Linked DNA regions of Oryctolagus cuniculus: region 1 is linked to region 2. The links are chromatin contacts, called in public Hi-C maps. All regions are on one chromosome and are shown on one strand. The core of a region is the stretch at or near the end of the contact, and the rest is flanking DNA. Distances in the headings are between cores, read along the strand shown.

Region 1 (6,041 bases), core at 2,703-5,202, 180 kb after region 2:
TAGGGGGTCCTGCTCACCCTTCCTCTGAACCCAGGATGGCGCCAGCTAGGCTTCCTCCTGTCTGATACCTTCAGGGGAAAACTCAGATAGGAAATTCTTAATATTTACAGCCATAAACTCCTTTGTTTCAGGAGGAGATGTGTGAAGACAAAGACCCATCTCCTTAAAAATCCCCGGCCTCAACCGGACTGCGCGCTCAGCCCTCTGCCTCTCTGCTGAGCCGCCCGCCTGCCTGCCCAGGTAGAATCCCTCCACTCAACCATGTAACCTCGCTCTCCCCCCAGTCCGAGCAATTGTGCACTCTCTCTCAGGTCCTGTCTGGAGAGGTGTCCATCTGTTCTTACAGATGTCCCTGCCCTAATAAACCTTGCTATTTTACTTTTCCATTACTCTCTGTCTCACGCCTGAATTCTTTCTTGCGCGAAGACAAGAACCCTGCCATTCACCGGTAACAGTATTATGGTTAGGTATTACAGGAATACATGAAGAACATGTGGCACAGTGGGTTAATCCACGCCTGCAACACTAGTTAGAGTTCCTGTTGCCCAGTTCCCTGCTAATGTGCTTGGGGAAGCGGTAGATGACGGCCCAAGTGTGTGGGCCCCTGTAACCCCATGGGAAACCTAGATGACGTTCTAGGCTCCTGGTTAGGTCTGGCCCAGCCCTGGCCACGGTGGCTATTTGGGGAATGAACCAGCAAGTAGAAAATCTGTTTCTGTCCCTCTGCCTTTCAAATAGTTTTTTTAAAAAATGAAGGAAAAGGAAACAGGGGCTGTGTGTGCTCTTTGTGGGGGGGGGGGGGGGACACTGTTTTATGAAGGACAGTCAGGGCAGGCCTGGCCAAAAGGTAACACTCAAGTAAAGATATGAAGGGTAAGGTAAACTAAAAGTCTAGTTGTTCTTTACAGAAAGTTTTAGCCAATAAATTTGGAAGAAAGCAGAGTTAAAAAGAGCACCATCTCAGTGCCAGTGTTTGGTGTAGCGGCTAAAGCTGCTGCCTGCAAAGCCAGCATGCCATGTGGGTGCTGGTTCAAGTCCCAGCTTTCTTCTACTACTACTACTACTACTTCTTTTTTTTTTTTTTTTTTTGACAGGCACAGTTAGAGTTAGACAGTGAGAGAGAGAGACAGAGAGAAAGGTCTTCCTTCCATTGGTTCACCCCACAAATGGCCACCACGGCCGGCACACTGAGCTGATCCGAAGCCAGAAGCCAGGTGCTTCCTCCTGGTCTCCCATGCAGGTGCAGGGCCCAAGCACTTGGGCCATCCTCCACTGCCCTCCTGGGCCACAGCAGAGAGCTGGACTGGGAGAGGAGCAACCGCGACAGAATCCAGCGCCCCAACCGGGACTAGAATCTGGGGTGCCGGCGCCGCAGGCGGAGGATTAGCCAAGTGAGCCACGGCACCAGCCTAGCTGTTCTACTTCTAATCTAGCTCCCTGCTGATGCGCCTGGGAAAGCTTTAGGGCCCTTGACCCACGCGAGAGACCGGGAAGAAGCTCCTGGCTCCTGGCTTCGGCCTGCCCCGCCCCCCGCCCCCCGACCCCCCACCCCCCGGCTGTTGCAGCTATTTAGGGAGTGAACCAGTGGATGGAAGACTTCTCACTCTTCCTGTCTCTCTCTGTATATATATATATAATTCTTTCTTTAAAAAAAAAATCACCAAGTTGCTAGCCATTATCAAATAAGTAATTCAGATGATACTTATCCAAGGACAAAACTACAAAGGGAAAGTTTAGTGGGGAAATTTACAATGAAGGTATCCTGCTGATATCACCTGACCCAGATGGGGCTGGCGTGCTGTGGTGCAGTGGGTTAATGCCCTGGCTTGAAGCACCGGCATCCCATATGGGCACCGGTTCTAGTCCTGGCTGCTTCTCTTCCAGTCCAGCTCTCTGCTATGGCCCGGGAAAGCGGTGGAAGATGGCCCAAGTCCCTGGGCCTCTGTATCCATGTGGGAGACCCAGAAGAAGCTCCTGGCTCCTGGCTTCGGATCAGCCCAGCTCCGGCCGTTGCAACCATCTGGGGAGTGAACCAGTGGATGGGAGGCCTCTCTCTCTGTCTCCACCTCTCTAACTCTTTCAAATAAATAAATCTTTAAAAAAAAAAAAAAAAAGGTAATCATATAAGACACACAGGACACCCTGGTAAGTGTGAACTTTAGAAAAAGTCAATAATTTTTATCTGAAAAAAATTTAAATATTTTCAGTCATATATTCATTCTTTCAGGATAAGCATGTCCCATGAACATTTGGGACACAATTATACTAATATATTAGTTGTTGTTTAATTGAAATTCACATTTAGTGTCCTGTATTTTTATTTGCTAAGTCTGGTCATTGAGCTGCATCACGGTTGGAGCATGGAGGTGTTTTGCAAAAAATGTTGGACCTGAATAACCAAGGCTTTAAAACTGAATTCCAGTTTACAGTCACTATGGAGTACAAGAGAACAAGCTAAAGAACCACACAGGGACACCAACAGATAAACTCAGGACATGGCACCTCTGCAAGATGGGGTGGAGGTGTTCAGATTAGAAGAGGCATGACACCAAAGGCTACGTGTGGGCCTTGGTGGGTTCCTGATCCCACTAAGACAGTGATGGAAGGACATTTCTGAGACAGTCAAGTAACTTCAAATGTGGACTGAGTGTTCAATTTACGTTTGAAATGGAATTGTAGTTCTAACAACAAAAACAAAGGAGCTGTGTCTTGAGACGTACAAGGTGATTTACATGTATGGGGTTTTCTTTAAATTCCAGCTCCCTCCTCCGCCTCATAGAGAGGGAGATGAAGTATGAAAAAATCTTTGGGCCGGCGCCGCGGCTCACTAGGCTAATCCTCCACCTTGCAGCGCCGGCACACCGGGTTCTAGTCCCGGTCGGGGCGCCGGATTCTGTCCCGGTTGCCCCTCTTCCAGGCCAGCTCTCTGCTGTGGCCCGGGAGTGCAGTGGAGGATGGCCCAAATCCTTGGGCCCTGCACCCCATGGGAGACCAGGATAAGTACCTGGCTCCTGCCATTGGATCAGCGCGGTGCGCTGGCCACAGCACGCCGGCCATGGCGGCCATTGGAGGGTGAACCAACGGCAAAGGAAGACCTTTTTCTCTTTCTCTCTCTCTCTCACTGTCCACTCTGCCTGTCAAAAAAGAAAAAAATCTTTGATCATGTTGGTCTAGGAGGATGTGACTACTGCTCTGTACTTTCATGTTTCACAATTCACTTCTGGTTTGTTTGTTGTAGGGAGTGGACAGAACAAGGCCTTGAGCTGAGGTAGCTCCACAGGGTCAGGAACTGTAAGGAGGCAGGCCTCAAAGGCCATCGTAGCATGTCCCACTTGGTCTGAGACATGAGCAGGAGCTGATAAAGGGTCTGGGCAACAGGAACATCCCTGCCTGCGACCCAGTCCTGATTCTAGGAGGGCAGGGTCAGGTGAGACAGGTTCTAGTTGCAGACATGGAGCTTTGAAATTAGTGCTGACCTCTGCGGTATGGAGGATAATTTACTGTGTTCCTGCAGCAATAACTTAATTTTCTAATGCTGTGAGTGAGTGAATGAGTGTGGTGGGGAAAAACAGCTGAGATTCGGGCCACGGCAGGGCCTGGGATGGTGTCCTCTCCCCAGCTTCTCACCATGAAGCTGACTCCAATCCTGGAGCAGGTTTCCAAGGAAGAATGCAACCTCCATTCCAGAAGCTCTTTGGAGAAGAGTGGCTCAGTGTTTGCAGAGGTTTCTAACATTTAGAGCCATTCCATTTGCACACCAAACTTTTAAACATTTACATTATGAATACTGGAGTTTGGGGGACTTGGGAGGGTAAAGCAAGCATGTAAGTAGGACTTCAGATAACGAGTGGAGATTTCTTACCTGGCAAATTGATTGTGTGCCTCCTGTTCTTGGCTGGCAAGACAAGAGTGCTCTGTTTTTATGTAGATGCACTGATCCTCATCCAGAATACTCCCCCTGGCTGCAGCAGCCGGAGCAGCACTGCCGCCCTCCACCTGGCAATTCAGTAGCACCACAATTCCTTTGACAGACGAAATGACAGCCTGTAAATAGACAATAAGTTTCAAAATGGAACAGAGACAATACATCTATTCAAGAAAGATGTCACACTTCCTAATGAAGTGGACAGAAATAGAAGAGGCCTAAAAATAAACTTGGAAATGGACAGCCTTTTAATGACTGTCAAGCATAAAAACCAAACCCCATGATCTAACTCTACATCTGGCCTCTAACATATCCAACATCACAAAGCAAGTCTCAGCCAGCCCAATACAGGAAAAAGAGATACAAGGCATATAAATCAGAAAGGAAGCATTACACTGTCCCTATTTACAGATAACATGAATATCTGCATAAAGCAGCTAAAGGAATCTTAAAAAAAAAAAAAAAAAAAAAAAGAGTCCTGGAACTTAGCAAGGTTGCAGAATACAAGATCAAAATACAAAAATTGGGGCTGGTGCTGTGGCACAGCGGATAAAGCCTCAGCCTGCAGCAGTGTCAGCATCCCATATGGACGCTGGTTCAAGACCCAGTGGCTCTTCTTCAGATCCAGCTCTCTGCTATGGCCTAGGAAAGCAGTAGAAGATGTCCCAGGTCCTTGGGCCTCTGTACCCATGTGGGAGACCCAGAGGAAGTTCCTGGCTCCTGCCTCTGGATTGGCACAGCTCCAGCCATTGTGGCCATTTGAGGAATGAACCAGTGGATGGAAGACCTCTCTCTCTGCCTCTATGTAACTCTGCCTTTCAAATAAATAATCTTTAAATACAAAAATTAAAAATCAAATGTATTTCTGCAAGTATATTCTACAATAAACATGTGAAAGCTAACATTTTTTAAAACTATCATTCATAATTGCAAAAAATGATACTTAGATATAAATCAACAAGACACATACAGCCCTGTGTGCTGAAAATTATAAAATGCTGATGAAAGAAATCAGATTTAATAAATAACAAAGATATACCATAATCATTGTGGGAAACTGGAGAACAAGCCAGCAGATGGGTGGTCTCCAACTCCAACCCCAGCCCCCCCCAACACACATACACTTCTCAAATCAATAATTTTTTAAAAATCAGATGTGGGGCTGGTGCTGTGGCATAGTAGGGTCAGCATCAGCCTGCAGTGCCGGCATCCCCTATAGGCACTGGTTCAAGAACTGGCTGCTCCACTTCCCATCCAATTATCTGCTGTGGCCTGGGAAAACAGTAGAAGATGGCCCAAGTCCTTGGGCCCCTGCACCTGTGTGGGAGACCTGGAAGAAGCTCCTGGCTCCTGGCTTCAGATTGGTCTAGCTCTGGCTGTTTTGGCCTTTTAGGGAGTGAACCAGCAGATAGAAGACCTTTCTCTCTGTCTCTCCCTCTCTCTGTCTGTAATACTGCCTCTGAAGTAAATAAATAAATCTTAAAAAAAAAAAAAAGTCAGATGCTAGGACAATGCACTTCTTTTATAGTGCCAGACAACAAACAAAAACCAGTAGTTTACCGACCTGGTCAGCACTTAGCTGGGTTGAACCATCCTTATACATCAGAGTGACCACCAGAGCTGCTGCCCGATTGAGCATTTCAATCAGCTGGTTTTTTGTCAAATCATCCAAATACCTAATGTCACAAAGATGTTCCTTGACTGCTCTTGAGTTCCCAGAATTTAGGTGGGCTTCAGCCTCGTCCGGTGCCGTCCGTGTGCCTGCTCTCTCGGGTGAATTACCGTGTGCACTGTGTTTCCTTTTAAGAGTCATGCTTTCTTTACTTCCCTGCTTCACACTGTCCGTGAGGAAATGCTTTCCTGTACACTCCATTTCCTCTGGAGTCCACTGTGGAACTGAACAACTAGAACGAGCCAGTGAGTGGCTGTTCTTCGGTTTCTGGTCAGCAGACAGCCAATCTGTGGGCCAGGTACTGCAGGACTGAGAAGAGAGCTTGCTGGAACTTCCTGAAGTCTGACTTGTCAAAGACAGAACATTCTACAGAAAAGTAGAAAATACTTCATTTTAATATGGACCCAAAAGATAGATTATAAACCAAATTTATATAAGGTAATG
Region 2 (6,035 bases), core at 3,439-5,938:
GTCCACACCCGAGCGCGGCGCCTGCCACCGGTGCGGGCGTGAACGGGCTCAGCTGTGCTCCGTCTACACGGTTTCCCCGCATCCTGGCTGGGGGGAGTGGCCGCGAGCGATCCTCCCTCCGGGCGCCCGGCCCCGCCCCTCCTGCGGCCCAGCGGGGTCTGCCCCGCCCCCGCCCCCGCCCCTCCTGCCGCCCAGCTGGGTCTGCCCCGCCCCCGCCCCGACCCTCCTGCCCGCGTCTGCCCGGCCCCGCCCCCGCCCCTCCTGCCGCCCAGCTGGGCCTGCCCCGCCCCCGCCCCGGACCCTCCTGCCGCCTCTGCCCCGCCCCCGCCCCTCCTGCCGCCTCTGCCCCGCCCCCGCCCCCGCCCCTCCTGCCCGCGTCTGCCCGGCCCCGCCCCCGCCCCTCCTGCCGCCCAGCTGGGTCTGCCCCGCCCCCGCCCCCGCCCCGGACCCTCCTGCCGCCCAACTGGGTCTGCCCCGGCCCCGCCCCTCCTGCCGCCCAGCGGGGTCTGCCCCGCCCCCGCCCCGACCCTCCTGCCGCCGTCTGCCCCGCCCCGCCCCGCGCCCCTCCTGCCGCCGTCTGCCCCGCCCCGCCCCGCGCCCCTCCTGCCGCCCAGCTGGGTCTGCCCCGCCCCGCGCCCCCCCTGCCGCCGTCGGCCCCGCCCCCGCCCCTCCTGCCGCCGTCTGTCCGGCCTCCGGACCCCTGTTTCTCTCTGCTGAGCTCTCAGACGCTGGCAGGCTTTCGGGAAATCTGTGCAATCTTGCATTTTCTGACCTGACTTGGCATTTGCACCCTGGTCCTTCCTGGCGGGAAGAGGACGAGCCCGGGCAGCGTGGGGGAGCCCTTGTGAGCCCGGCTCGGGCCTGGGGGCGGCGTGGGGGAGCCCTTGTGAGCCCGGCTCGGGCCTGGGGCGGCGTGGGGGAGCCCTTGTGAGCCCGGCACGGGCCTGGGGGCGGCGTGGGGGAGCCCTTGTGAGCCCGGCTCGGGCCTGGGGGCGGCGTGGGGGAGCCCTTGTGAGCCCGGCTGGGGCCTGGGGGCGGCGTGGGGGAGTCCTTGTGAACCCGGCTCGGGCCTGGGGGCGGCGTGGGGGAGTCCTTGTGAGCCCGGGGCTTGAGAGACAAACCTTGCAGGCCCGGTGCTCCGGCCAGCGCTGCCCTGTCTGCCTCACGCCAGGTGGGGCTCCGAGGCCTGCTGTGCAGATGCTAGGCAGGAAGTCAGTTATGAGCGTGTGTGTGTGACATAAAGGCCTACAGAGAGGACGTCCATGTCCAGCACTGCATCTGCTGGCAGTGTTCCAGGGGCAGCCCGGCCTTCGCACCCTGCCCTGCCCCTTCTACCCGATAACCTGCCAGGTGGGGGTCCCCGCCCCTCCTGCCTGACAGTCTCCCACAGTCTCCCAGGTGCAGCCCAGTCTCTGCATCTCAAACACCCTGCTCTGATCCCCATTCTCCAGGGGGCCCTGCTCACCCTTCCTCTGAACCCAGGATGGCGCCAGCGAGGCTTCCTCCTGTCTGATACCTTCAGGGGAAAACTCAGATAGGAGCTTCTTAGTATTTACAGCCATAAACTCCTTTGTTTCAGGAGGAGATGTGTGAAGACAGAGACCCATCTCCTTAACCCCCACCCCCACCCCCGGCCTCAACCGGACTGTGCGCTCAGCCCTCTGCCTCTCTGCTGAGCCGCCCGCCTGCCTGCCCAGGTAGAATCCCTCCACTCAGCCATGTAACCTCGCTCTCCCCCAGTCCGAGCGATTGTGCACTCTCTCAGGTCCTGTCTGGAGAGGTGCCCATCTGTTCTTACAGATGTCCCTGCCCTAATAAACCTTGCTATTTCCTTCCCACTACTCTCTGTCTCACACCTGAATTCTTTCTTGCGCGAAGACAGGAACCCTGCATTTTCTCCGGTAACAGAGAGAGAGACCCCAGGGGCCGGGAGCATCAGCAACTTCGCTCCCCTTCACTGCTCATCAGGGAAACTAAGTCAAAACGACAGTGACTACCCCGCAGCCCGCGGTGGATGCAAGACCTCACCCTGTCCCCCTGCACCCAGCAGCCCAGTCCACGCGCAGCTCCGCGAACAGGGCCGGGGAGCCTCTGTCGGCCTTGGCCTGGGTTCCCCAGAGGCAGCGCTGAGCCGGCTGGCGAGGTTGGGGGTTCCGGAACTCGGGGGCCATGCCGGGCCCGCACGGCCTCACCGTCCTGCTGCCTCCTTGCGCGGCGCTGCTCCGAGCGCTGGAAATCATGGGGGCAGCACGAATCCTCTCGGCCTGCAGAGTGGAGCTGCTTCTGCCGCTGTGGGAGCCCAGCTGGGTCCCTTATCGGGGGACGCGGGTAGCAGGACTCAGTCTCCACCCAGCGGTTGCACCAGCCAGGGCCGGGCTGTGTGGGTGCGGGCGCCCAGCCCTGCCTCACCCCTGGCCTCCCGTGAGCGCCTGTCACTCGCGAACCTGAACTTGCAGGGAGTTGACTGCGGCCTTGAGTTTGTGTGTCGGCGTCTTTCTCCAGTCTTGGAGACACCGAGCCACAGTCTCTCCGAGTGCGGCCGAGGGCCATCGGCTCCTCCCTCCCCACAGCCAAAGGGACGACGGACGGACAGAGCTGCTAACCTCGGCCTCACCCCTCCAATGCTTGCGTGGCCGGGCGGGGCAGAGAAGCCCGGAGCCGCGTGTGGTAGGGGCTCAGGGACCAGGGCGCGGCCTCCTGTTCTCCAGGTCGGAAGGAAGCTGGATCAGCAGCAGGGGGCGCTGGCGGGACCTGAACCCAGGCCCCAGTCACACTCGGGTTAGGCCTCCTTACAGGACCCAACGGCAACTGCCAATTTCTCTTCCTTTTTTTTTTTTTTTAGGGATTTCACCTTTTTGTTCTCAACGGGGGCGGGCACTTTGCTGACCTCTGTCCCAGCTCAGGGACGCGCCTCACCTGCGCCCAGCGTGCACGGAGCCCTGTGAACTGGGCTCCATATTCCCACTTGGCTAGTTTTCAGTTTCCTTTTCAAAATGCTTTACTTCCACTGTATTTGAAAGATAGATACAGAGACGGAGAGAGAGGGAGGGAGAGAGAGAGAGGGAGAGAGAGGAAGAGAGAGAGAGAGGGAGAGGGAGAGAGAGAGGGAGAGGGAGGGAGAGAGGGAGAGAGGGAGGGAAAGGGAGAGAGAGGGAGGGAAAGGGAGAGAGAGGGAGGGAGAGAGGGAGGGAGGGAGAGAGGGAGGGAGAGAGGAAGAGAGAGGGAGAGAGAGGAAGGGAGAGAGAGGGAGAGGGAGAGAGAGGGAGAGATGGAGGGGGAGAGAGGAAGAGAGGGTGAGAGAGAGAAAGGGAGAGAGGGAGGGGGAGAGAGGGAGAGAGGGAGGGAGGGAGAGAGGGAGGGAGAGAGAGGGAGGGAGAGAGGGAGAGAGGGAGGGAGGGAGGGAGAGAGAGAGGGAGAGAGGGAGGGAAAGGGAGAGAGAGGGAGGGAGAGAGGGAGGGAGGGAGAGAGGGAGAGAGAGAGGGAGAGAGGGAGGGAGGGAGAGAGAGGGAGGGAGGGAGAGAGGGAGGGAGAGAGGGAGGCAGAGAGAGGGAGGGAGAGAGGGAGAGAGGGAGGGAGGGAGAGAGAGGGAGGGAGAGAGAGAGAGGGAGAGAGGAAGAGAGAGAGGGAGAGAGAGGAAGGGAGAGAGAGGGAGAGGGAGAGAGAGGGAGAGATGGAGAGAGGGAGGGAGAGAGGGAGAGAGGGAGGGAGGGAGAGAGAGGGAGGGAGAGAGAGGGAGGGAGAGAGGGAGAGAGGGAGGGAGGGAGAGAGAGGGAGGGAGAGAGAGAGAGGGAGAGAGGAAGAGAGAGAGGGAGAGAGAGGAAGGGAGAGAGAGGGAGAGAGAGGGAGAGATGGAGAGAGGGAGGGAGAGAGGGAGAGAGGGAGGGAGGGAGGGAGAGAGGGAGGGGGAGGGAGAGAGAGGGGGAGGGGCATAGAGAGGGAGAGAGAGAGGGAGATAGGAAGAGATCGAGCGAGAGAGGGAGGGAGAGAGATATTGTCCATCCCCTGGTCACCCCCCAGACGCCCGCAGCAGCTGGGTGTGGATCTGAAGCCGAGAGCCAGGAGCTCCATCCGGGTCTCCCGAGTGGGCGGCAGGGATTCAAGCACCTGCAGGAAGCGGGATCACGCGTGGGGCTGCCGGGACTCCAACCGGGCACTCCCAGGAGGTGATTTAACAGCTGCCCCAAGCCCCTGCCCAGCAGGTGCCCTCTTAAAAAAATAGTTGGGGGAGGGGGGGTCTCCTTGACAGCAGAGAGGCGGATGGGGTCCGAGTGCCCCGCGCTGCCCACGAACGGGCCCTGAGGACGTGCTGAGTGACAGCAGCTGGTCACCAAGGGACGAGCACGCTAAGGTCCCCTTCGGTGAGGCGCCAGAGCTGGAGCGCTGGGGACAGAAAGCCGGCGTTGAGCGGGCCACGGAGGCGGCCGTGGCGCACAGCCGCGTGGCCGGCCGCGGCCACTGTACCGCACCACCTGCCCGAAGCCCGTGCACCTGCGGGGTCTGGACCAGGCGGAGCTGGCGGCGTCCAGGGGACAAGGACAAGGGGCGGAGGGGACGCGGAAGGCGGGGCCGCCCAGCAGCGCCCGGATGCGGGCGTCGCAGGGAACGCGGGCGCGGGGCGCCCAAGCTCGGTTTCGCCTGCGTGTGACGGCCACGCGCCCGCCTGCTGCCACAGCGACCTGCGCCGTCGGGCCGGGCGGGGTGCGGCAGGCCCGAGCGAGGGGCGCACGCGAGGCCGGCGCCGTCCTCCGGGGCGCGTCGCGAGTCCCCGCAGCGCCCCGTCCCTCCCACAGGGCGACCCCCGGGTAACCCAGCCAGGGGGCAGACGCGGCCGGGGCTCCGGGCCCCACGCGGGAGGAGAGAGACGCAGGCGCGGGCGCAGCGAGGGCGCCCCGGGCCCGAGCGCACGGCCCCGGGGAGGGGGCTCCCTGGGCACCGAGCAGGTGGGTGGGCTCCCTCGCCTCGCCCCGCTGTCCCAGGCCGGGGACGGAGGCTGCGCGTCTGTAACCACCGCCGCCTCCACGCAGCGCTCTGGGATCCGCCGCTCCAGGGAGAGCCTGCGGGGACCCCAACGCGACTGTCCCTTTAAGCCGCGGCCCGCACAGCCTCGGGTTTCCATGACGACGCCGAGGGGTGGTGGGGGGACCCAGGCGGGGCGCATGCGCGACACGCAGACCGTCCTCGGAGTCGCCCGCGCCGCCAGTCGCGGGATCCCTGAACCGCGGTAGGGGCAGGGTGGGGCGGGGCTGCGGGGTGGGGTTCTCGGGGCTCGGGGACGGGCTGGGTGGGGGGCGGTGGGTCCGTCGTGCCCGGGGTCGGCGGGCAGGCGGGGGTTCCGCAGGCCCGGGGGTGGGCCCAGCGAGGTCGCCGGGCGGGACAGGGCTGCGCGGGGCCAGGGCCTGGGGCGGTGGCGGCCGCCGGCCGCGACGGGGGCCGGGGCGGGGAGCCGAGGCCGCGGGCTGCGGGAGGCCCGGGGCCGGCGCCGCTGACCCCGCGCGCCCTCCGCAGGGCGGCCCCGGGCTCCCTCCGCCGGCCATGGCCTCCCCGCCCGCCTGCCGCGCCCCGAGGCCGCCGCCGCTGCTGCTGCTGCTGCTGGGCGTCGCGCTGCTGGGCGCCGGGGCGCGCGCCGAGCCCGCCGCCGGGAGCGCCGTCCCCGCGCAGAGTAGGTGCCGGGCGCGGCCCCGGGCCTTTGTCCCCGGGACGGTGGGCGGGCTGGGGCCCCTCGGGCGGGGCCGGGCCGGGCCGCCGCTCCCTCCCCCTGACCCGCGCCCCCCGCAGGCCGCCCGTGCGTCGACTGCCACGCGTTCGAGTTCATGCAGCGCGCCCTGCAGGACCTGCGCAAGACGGCCTACAGCCTGGACGCGCGGGTGAGCCCTGCGGGCCCGGGAGCCCCGCGAGTCGCCGTGGGGGTGCCGGCCTGGGCTGCACCTGCGGCCGCCGAGCACCCGGAATGGACGCAGTCGCCCGGGAGGGTCTGCTCGGGCGGGGGCGGGAGGAACAGCCCAGGGCCAGAGCTTGTCCGGAGGGCGGGGACGGCG

Evidence for each region. Hi-C and Micro-C count contacts between places; a contact is called where the count stands out from the background.
Region 1: a Hi-C map of an unstated tissue shows a contact between it and region 2, with 5 times the contacts expected there. The contact joins the enhancer-like site here to the promoter of NICOL1 in region 2. A contact is called at or near these places in 2 of 6 Hi-C or Micro-C datasets (ear pinna and an unstated tissue).

The regions. Positions count from the first base shown.
Region 1 is chr2:1,022,684-1,028,724 of mOryCun1.1, forward strand. It overlaps POLN (DNA polymerase nu), which reads right to left. Exons shown (of 25, transcript XM_051836667.2): 4 at 5,490-5,963; 5 at 3,863-4,044. Among named protein-coding and RNA genes, the nearest start is that of POLN, 44 kb to the right of the region's middle. Within about 2 kb of position 3,953, at least 1 of the 8 cell types and tissues checked has an H3K27ac peak or open chromatin away from gene starts, as enhancers often do.
Region 2 is chr2:840,132-846,166 of mOryCun1.1, forward strand. NICOL1 (NELL2 interacting cell ontogeny regulator 1) reads left to right here and starts at 4,689. Exons shown (of 4, transcript XM_051836715.2): 1 at 4,689-4,940; 2 at 5,506-5,659; 3 at 5,776-5,864. The coding sequence starts at 5,533.